2 separate regions of the Mus musculus genome follow, and region 1 is linked to region 2. A link is a contact called in public HiChIP or PLAC-seq data. All regions are on one chromosome and are shown on one strand. Each heading gives the region's core, a stretch centred on a gene start, on an enhancer-like site or on the middle of the called end of the contact. The rest is flanking DNA. Distances are from core to core; before and after follow the strand shown.

Region 1 (4,250 bases), core at 1,345-3,844, 130 kb before region 2:
GAAACAAAATTGGCAAAAATGCTCTTGAATTGTCTTTTTTTCCACAAGAAGCAGAGAGACCTTGTATGTTACACGAAACACCATCAATGAGATCAGAGACTGAAGGACATCTAGAACAGGGTCTGAGGGATGGTCCTCACTTGTGTAGGACTCACTTACAGGGTTACAAATACCCATTCTAAGCCTTTCCTTAAAATTATGATTCAAAGGAGATCCATTTAGGATCTGCACGTTAACACTACGTATTCATCTGTGAGTTTGATGTAGATGGCATGGAGACCCTAAGCAGAAACACTGGCCTTATCCAGCTCTGTTGGTTTCCTAATGAAGGAAAACTACTCCAGCACTGAAGCAATAGTGGGTACCAACACCAAAATTCCATATTTTTTCTCTGCTTTTGTCAAGTGATGACATCAAAATGACTAATTATTCCAACAAGCATTTAATGAAAGCTACTTAACTTTATTAACAGAAGACAGCCACATTAAAAAGTCTTCAGAAAAACTACTGTGTTCCACTTCATTATGAACAGTGAGGATTTAAGATAATACAGCAGTGATGGTGGGAACTTAGATTTGTAGCCTCATTTAGCTGAACATAATTAACTTTATAAATAGATCTCACCAAATGTGACCACACTGCTCTTGTATGACTGTTCCGACTCCCAATTTGTTTGTGTAACCAGGTGTGCCTCAACTGCTTTATCAAGGGAGTGTGACGGGATTTTCCCTGTCCAATTATGTTAAAATATTTGTGCAGCAGGAGGCCTGTGATTGGACAGGGAAGGGAGGTGGAGCTAAGAGCTACAGAGACAGAGGAGAAGGCAAGATGGAGGTGAAAGAACAGGAAGAAGAACCTGAACCAGCATGGCTTTAAGCAGCCACAGGTAGTTATGATATCATAAAGGTTAGAATAATTGAGATAATTTGTCTGATCTAGGCGGACCGCTTTTATCATTATCAATTGGTTCTGAAATTATCGCATTGGCATCTTGTGAATTGAGAATTTATTGATACATAAATCTGATTGGTTAATTATAAGCTTCAAGAGTTTTTATTTGCTTAGCTACTGGAATGTGGGACCGACGATTACAGAGGTTTATGACTGAGAAGGAGCTAGCAGAGCCAGAGACAAGCAAACTGGGGCAGAGAGTTGTGGCGACTGACCTAGGGGCGGAAGGCCATCATTGTGTGGGGCTGGGGTGGCAGTGAAGGGAACTTGGGAGTTCCGGCAAGACTGTGCTGGGACAGAGTGGTCAGCAGTAGCGCAGGGAGCCTGCCAGTCATTAAAAAAAAAAAAAAAAAAAAATCCCCGAAACACAGGAGAGTCCTCAGAATTTGTGATGGTATTTCCCAGAAACCAATGCAGCTCTGGATTTTACAGTGGTCAAATTTCTTTTCTTTTTAGGGAAACCAAGTCATAGTATTCTACTATCCTGGTTCCCCAATTATTGGTCAAGTATAAAAGGATAAAAATAAAAACAAAACAAAACAGCAAAATTCCCTGATGAGTGATAATAACTGGCTTTGGATAACTTGAGCCTTATATCTAAGCAAGGCAAACTGTACTCCTTTTATTTCTATTCAGAAAAGCATTTGTTGTGTTTACAGCATCTGAAGACACAGACAAATACCATGCATCCACTTCCAGTTTCATTAGAAGTAGCATGGAGATAATAAAAGTATTTACTACTGATTGTCCCTTACATGTGAACATTGTTGTTGTCCACTGAGAAGGAGTGAGGTTAAAAAACTGTTTTCATCTCATAAAATTGTGGTTATTACTTCATATTTTTGTAGAAATAATCACTACCTAAATGCATGGAGTGTTGACAATTTTTGAAATGGGGCCAAATAAATCAAGATCCCAGTCCAAAGCAGGCAGAGCCCAAGTGCAGACCCAGTCCAACACCAAACCAATGATTCAAAATAAACATGGTATCTCCCCAGGGGCCCTTGCAAAGTGAGGTCTCTAGAAGGGGAAGTGGTTTCCCAGTGAAGAAAAGAAAGGATGCCCTTAAAGGGTGACAAAGTTTAGAAACTCAATGGAGAAGCTCGGCTCTTAAAACTATTTCTCTGTTCCAGACTTTTCTTTAAGGACTTCTACTTTCCCAGGAGAGAAAAACAGAGCCATTCTGAGACAATAAATTAGATGTCAAGTGTACACAGAGGTGATACGTCTAGATGTGATCAACGCCGAGACACAAAGTCACTCCATCCCTTTTGGTTCTTGAACTTCAAGTCTGGAAAATGCCTTTAGCTTAGGATGTGAATAGTGGCCTCTCCCCCTTAAAAGTGGAAGCAATCTCATAAAGAATGGAGGTTCTTTGAACCTTGTAAATAAATCAATCCCAGGATAAGCCATCAGAACAACACGATCAATCAAAGCCTACACATGAAATGGGAATTGCAGAGCAGTGCCAAGAGTCTTATCATAATTGCTTCCTGACAGAAAGCACGGATAACAAACTCAGGACAAGGCCACGGAGATGCTGGTGGAGAGCTTGTTTCTTGTTGCTCTAGGTATCAAAATAGGAAGTAAACAGCTCCCAACAGTTCTGAGAATCGCTGGGCGGAAGTGCTGTTTCCTCTCCCCGCACCTGCACAGCTTATGAATCTTTCATCTTCCCAGTACAGCCTTCTGCAAGCTGGCTGAGGCCCTTTCACAAAGACTACTTCTTCTTATCTTCCTGGGACCTAATGCAGATGTACCAACATGCACCCCCTTCCTCCCGATAAGGAAAGGGGGGGACCGCTCCCACTGATTTCCACGCAAAGCAACTTCTATGCAGACAAAGGGAAAGACAAATTCCAGCTCATGGAATACTGTGGGACAGAATGAGCACTGATGCTAGGTCGGTTTCCAGTACCACCCAAGCAGCATCTCGGCATGACTGAACTACTTCATCGGGATCCTCAGCAGTAACCAATAAACAGCTCTGGATCTCATTAGCTGTTCAACCCAGTGTACGGTCCTACCAAAAATAACATGTAAGCTTATTTTACAAGGAGCCTGGATTTGTGTTACCACCTACTGGCGATTTTTAATACGACATCATCACCGGCCTGGCACCTGACATTTACATAAGGCTTTTTTTCATGCCTCTATGCCTGGAGAACGTTAAGGCACCTGGCTGTCCGAGTCCTGCTATGAGCCAAAGAAAGCTCCTGTATTCACTCTATCACCTCTGCTTGGCATAGCATATTCTGGTTCCAGTTCATGAAAAGGTGTTCTGAAAGTTATCCCCAGGCCATCTGATTCCGTTTAACCTGGACATTTTAATTTGAAACACTGATGCTTTAAGATGACAATTACTAACGGGAACAGGCTAACTTGTTCTATTAGGTACAACATTCAACCGTGGTTCATGGTTTGACTATCAGTCTTTCAACATGTACACAATTGTCTTTCAGATAACAGAATGGTTTATAACTAAACATGCTTTAAAATGACAGAAAAAAATCTAGACTTTAAAAGGACATTCAAATACTCTGGGTGTAGGGGTTAACACGAAGAGGATACTTACTGGGTACTGTATCTATTTTTCAATCTTCTTTACTAATCTAGTAAGTCATTCTTTAATTGCAATTTACGAAAGGATCCAATTTTGCTGTAAACTAAATCCATCATGATTTCTCTGTAGGGCTCTTTTTTGACTGAGCCTGGAAGACCATTTACATTACTCTATAGAGAATCATACAATCTGAGTGAACCTGGGATACTGCCACTATAGTGCTGATCACGTAAATACTATGTTTCTGTGGCTTCACAGTGAACTAACCACATCTAGTATTTATTACGTTAAGAAAATCACTTCAGTTAAAGCTTTATTTATGGAGAAAATTTAAGAAAAAATATATGCAGAAAAAAATTCTTGGTATTATGCTTTGCTTGGAGAAATGAAAACATATGCTAAATAAGATTAAGCTTTATAAAAGCTGTGCTTTGACGGAACGAGAGAAGTCATTTGGGCAGAGTATTGACTCTCCCGTACCATCCTATTAAGGATCAATTCTTTTCCACATACTGCATTAACAGGAAAACATAAGAAGCTCTTCTGTAGACACGTCTGTCCTCCTTATGGAGAAAAATAGAACCGAAAATCTGAATAGAAAGAAAGGTCTCTAGCAAGAGCCAGCACTGAGGGCTTGGCCAGTCCAGATGTCTGGCTCAGGACTTCTAACCTACTGTAAGTGAGCAGTGACTTGGGGACACAGCAGGAGGAGAGACATTGCGATTTATAGGCTAGT
Region 2 (4,621 bases), core at 1,737-4,236:
GATGCAGACAATAAGAGTTTCCATTATAAAACCAAATTGAAGCAAAAGCTATCATGTTAGGATTTTACTACTGTGAACAGACTCGATGAGCAAGGCAACTCTTATAAGGATTACATTTAATTGGGACTGGCTTATAGGTTCAGAGGCTCAGTCCATTATTATCAAGGTGGGAACATGGTGGCATCCAGGCAGGCATGGTGCAGGAAGAGCTGAGAATTCTACATCTTCATCTGAAGGCTGCTAGCAGAATACTGACTTCCAGGCAGCTAGGATGAGGGTCTTAAAGCCCACACCCACAGTGACACACCTACTCCAACAAGGCAACACCTACTTCACCAAGGCCACACCTCCTAATAGTGCTGCTCCCTGGCCTAAATATAAAATATATAAACCATCACAGCTATCTATAAATCCAGTTCTACAGAAAGTTCTAGAAGGAAGTCTCCAACCTAAAGAGTTAAACACACCCAAGAAAACTCAATGTATAAGTAATCTTAGAACAAAATATCAAAAGAAGGTAGAAAATCAAACAAACAACAAACAGACCAAAACCAAACCACAACAAAACACAGCAACAAAAAACCCCTCACACTATTACAATGAAATAATGGGTATCAACAAACATTGCTCATTATTAATTGAAGAAGATCTCAGAAAATGGAGATATCTCCCATGCTCATGGATTGGCAGAATTAACATAGTAAAAATGGCCATCCTACCAAAGGCAATCTATAGATTCAATGCAATCCCCATCAAAATCCCAATACAATTCTTCAAAGACATGGAAAGAACAATTCTCAATTTCATCTGGAAAGGCAAAAAATCTAGAACAGAGAAATAATTCTTAACAATAAAAGAACCTCTGGAGGAATCAGCATCCCTGACCTCAAGCTTTACTACATAGCAATAGTGATAAAAACTGCATGGTATTGATACAGAGACAAACATGTTGATCAATGGAATAGAATTGAAGACCCAGAAATAAAAAGACATACTACAATCACTTGATCTTTGACAAAGATGCCAAAAATATACAATGGAAAAAAGAAAGCATCTTCAATAAATTTTGCTGGTTTAACTGGCTGTCTGTATGTAGAAGAATAAAAATTGACCCATATTTGTCACCTTGTACAAAGCTCAAGTCCAAGTGGATCAAGGACCTGAACATTAAACCAAATACACTAAATCTAGTAGAAGGGAAAGTGGGAAAGAGCCTTGAACTCATCGGCACAGGGGGAAATTTGCTAAACAGAATTCCAATGGCTCATGCTCTAAGATCAACAATTGATAAATGTGATCTCATAAAACTGGAAAGCTTCGTCCATTGGTTGGGCGCAAATATCTGTACCTGACTTCTTTCAGCTGCTTGTTGGGTCTTTCAGAGTGCAATCATTATTTGTGAGCTCTCCATAGCCTCAATAATGGTGTCAGGCCTTGGGACCTCTCCTAGAGCTGGATCCTATTTTGGGCCTGTCACTGGACCTTCTTTTCCTCAGGCTCCTGTCCATTTCCATCCCTATTATTCTTTCAGACAGGAACAATTATGGGTCAGAGATGTGACTATGGGATGGCAACCCCATCCCTCACTTGTCTTCCTGCTGGAGGTGGACTCTATAAGTTCCCTCTCCCTACTGTCGGGCATTTCATCTAAGGTCCCTCCCTTTGATTCCTGGGAGTCTCTTATACCCACAACAAGGTTGGTGATAGTGATACCTTCAACATTTTTTTTCAGGATTGTTTTAGCCATCGTGATTTTGTGGTGTGTGTGTGTGTGTGTGTGTGTGTGTGTGTATCTAAAACTTAACATTCTACGTTCTGTAAAGAATTGTGTTGGAAGTTTGGTGGCAATTGCTTTGACTTTGTAGATTGCCTGTGGTAGAATGGTAGAATGGCCATTTTTACTGTATTTATCTATGAACATGGGGGGATTTTTATGTTTTCTGAAATTTTCTCAATTTCTTTCTTCATTGTCTTAAAGTTTTTCTTGTACAATCTTTCACTTGTCTTGTTTGAGTTACTCCAAGATAGTTCATGTTTTTTGAGGCCGTTGTGAAATGTATTGTTTCCCTGGACAATATGTTCCTTGGAAATGGGAACCTGCTCCTTGAAGAGTCACCCAGGAGGCATTTGTCACATTCAAGTGGATCTCAGCGAGTTCCAGGACAGCCGGGCTATACATACAGTGAGACCCTGTCTCAATTCTACTCGGCTGGTGTGTGTGTGTGTGTGTAGGTTGGTGGTGGTGTGGACATTGGGTGGACATGGTTGCAAACGCCTGTAATCCTCTAATTTGGGTGGCTATTGCAGAAGGCTCCCAGATTAGCCAGATCTAAATTGCAAGTTCGAGGCTATCCCTGGCTGCACAGTGAAGCAAAGAAAAAACACAGAACAACCCAAAAACTGGCAGCTGCTATTAGGATAAGCAGGCCAACTAGAACTTTCTGCTAAGCATTTTGCTTAAGTAGTAAAAATCTAATCTCGAGCTCCCGTGATATCAATGACTTTTGTGTGGAGTTTATTCCTTCAAGTAAAAAGTTAATTTTATCTCTGTGCCGTCTATGGGAAAACTCCGTGAGACACTGAGAAAGCTTTGATCAATGGCGCTTGTCCCTCAAACAGCAAATCGGTCCTATTCTCATGAGGAAGGCTGAGTCATCGCTTCAGATTATCAGCCAACGTTCCAGGTAGAGCGCATCTGAGATAAACCAGAGCGCCAGAGACCATATCCAGCAATTCCGGGAAACTCAGTCCAAGCAGCTCAAGTTCACTACGGTGGCCGCTAAGGCCATGCAAGCTACAGTCAGAAGGGGAAGAGTGCGCTTGCGCGCCTCACTACACAGTCTGGAACTAATGGGATTTCTTGAAGGGTTCGTCATTCTCGGCTATTCTATTGGCCAAGGAAAGGGAGGACCCGCCTCTCCGCGTAGCCCATTGGCCTCGTGTCCAGGTAGGGCGGGGCCAGGAGTCCCGTTGCATCAGCTGGTTAGCTGGTTCCGCCTGTGGCCACGTGGCGCACGCGCAGTGCGGAATTGTAGGTCTACACCGCCGGCTTGGGGTCTTCTCTGCGGTGCAGCTCACGGGTTTTGTCTCTCTGTGGTCCTTCCATGTCGCAGGAGAAGGCTAGCAGCCCTTCGGGGAAGATGGACGGCGAGAAGCCGGTGAGCAGGCGCCGTGGGGTGCAGAGAGCGGATGTGTTCTGGGAGCCGGCACTGCCCGGCGGGGCAGGAGTGGAAAGTAGCAGGGAGCAGTCGGTATTGGGGGCCCTGGGTAATAAGTTAGGAACTCTTGCTGGCAGGGTCTGGGGGGTGGGGGGGCATCTTCATCCTAGAGATCTGTGAATTGAGACTGAGTGGTTTGCTCAGATAGTAAGCATTTGGGGCTTAGACTCCCGCGCTTGTATTTTTTCACTAAAATAAGCGGGAAGAACATTTGAAGAACTTTTTAAAATCCTAAACTGCGTGGAGCAAAAAGCTCTAGTTAGGAAGGAAAAGCCAGTCCCCGCGATCAGATCCAGTTTGCCCAAGATTGGGTGCTAAATAAGGCTGGATGCCCCCATTGACAGACTGTTTTGAAATTAAAGCCTCTGTCTGCCAGGTGCTGGAAGCGACCTAAATAACTTCACACACATCCCCTTTAAACTTTGCTTTGGGCTGTCACCCACTGGTTAGGAACAGCATTTGTACACTGGCGTGTTTTCTGCCCCACCCCTCTTTTACAGCCAACTGTGCCTGTGTCCCCTGTGTATTTATTTGCCCTGGCACTTAGTCAGGCAGTCCAGGTGGCTACACAAGTTAAGATCGATTCCTGACTTTGGGGGCTCCCCAAATGTGCAGGACTGGAAAATCGTACTTCTCTGATTAGCTTGGTTGAGTTATAGAGAAGCACAGTCAGACTGTTTTATTGGGTTTGGAAAAATGAGGTCAGGTAAATCAGGCAGGGCAGGGCTGTCCAGGTTCAGGGGATGAATTGTGCCCCGGCTGTACAGGGAGAGACGGGAGGGAAGTGCAGCGATTGAGGCTATCAGTATTCTCTACGTGCAGGAGTTTTGTAGGGAGGTGCTATGTATGTATTGTATTGTCAAAAAGTGACATGGCATGGGGGTTTAAGGAACATTGGAAAGGGGTGAGGCCATATGACAGATTGTCTAGGTAACCATTGCTGACGGTTGCTAGGGTCTTCATCAAGAGGAGTTTCCATCCTGATAGGGCAAATCACTAAAATGCTTGTGTATGCGCTTTAAGCTACAGATTTAAGGCGATGAATGACAGGTATACATGGATAGATTTTGTTCCTATTTCCTTATGTTTTTAAGGTGTTTTATGGTTTTATAACTTGGTTACCCCTTTGCCTCCTTCCCTGCTGTCTTTTTTTAAATATTTTTTTTATTTAGATTTATTTATTTATCATATGTAAGTGCACTGTAGCTGTCTTCAGACACTCCAGAAGAGGGAGTCAGATCTCATTACGTATGGTTGTGAGCCACCATGTGGTTGCTGGGATTTGAACTCAGGACCTTTGGAAGAGCAGTCAGTGCTCTTACCTGCTGAGCCATCTCTCCAGCCCCTCCTGCTGTCTTTTAATCCTGCTAAACCCACCCTGTTACTTCTGAGGCCGACTGGGT

The links. HiChIP or PLAC-seq counts read pairs in DNA pulled down with a chosen protein or histone mark.
Region 1: an H3K4me3 HiChIP or PLAC-seq map of the 230-238 cell line shows a contact between it and region 2, with 2.4 times the contacts expected there. The contact joins the enhancer-like site here to the promoter of Tars in region 2. A contact is called at or near these places in 2 of 39 promoter capture datasets (the 3T3-L1 cell line and pre-B cells), 14 of 484 Hi-C or Micro-C datasets (CD4 T cells, centroblasts, centrocytes and 7 more), 4 of 115 datasets of contacts at active chromatin or transcription factors (the 230-238 cell line, the NIH/3T3 cell line, embryonic stem cells and 1 more) and 1 of 9 other capture datasets (adipose tissue).

What each region holds. Positions count from the first base shown.
Region 1 is chr15:11,531,490-11,535,739 of GRCm38.p6, reverse strand. No RefSeq gene overlaps it. Among named protein-coding and RNA genes, the nearest start is that of Tars, 130 kb to the right of the region's middle. Within about 2 kb of position 2,594, at least 61 of the 459 cell types and tissues checked have an H3K27ac peak or open chromatin away from gene starts, as enhancers often do. A contact at or near this core is called in the 230-238 cell line, adipose tissue, centroblasts and 3 more, where this site is marked.
Region 2 is chr15:11,398,023-11,402,643 of GRCm38.p6, reverse strand. It overlaps Tars (threonyl-tRNA synthetase), which reads left to right and starts at 2,986. Exons shown (of 19, transcript NM_033074.3): 1 at 2,986-3,158. The coding sequence starts at 3,105.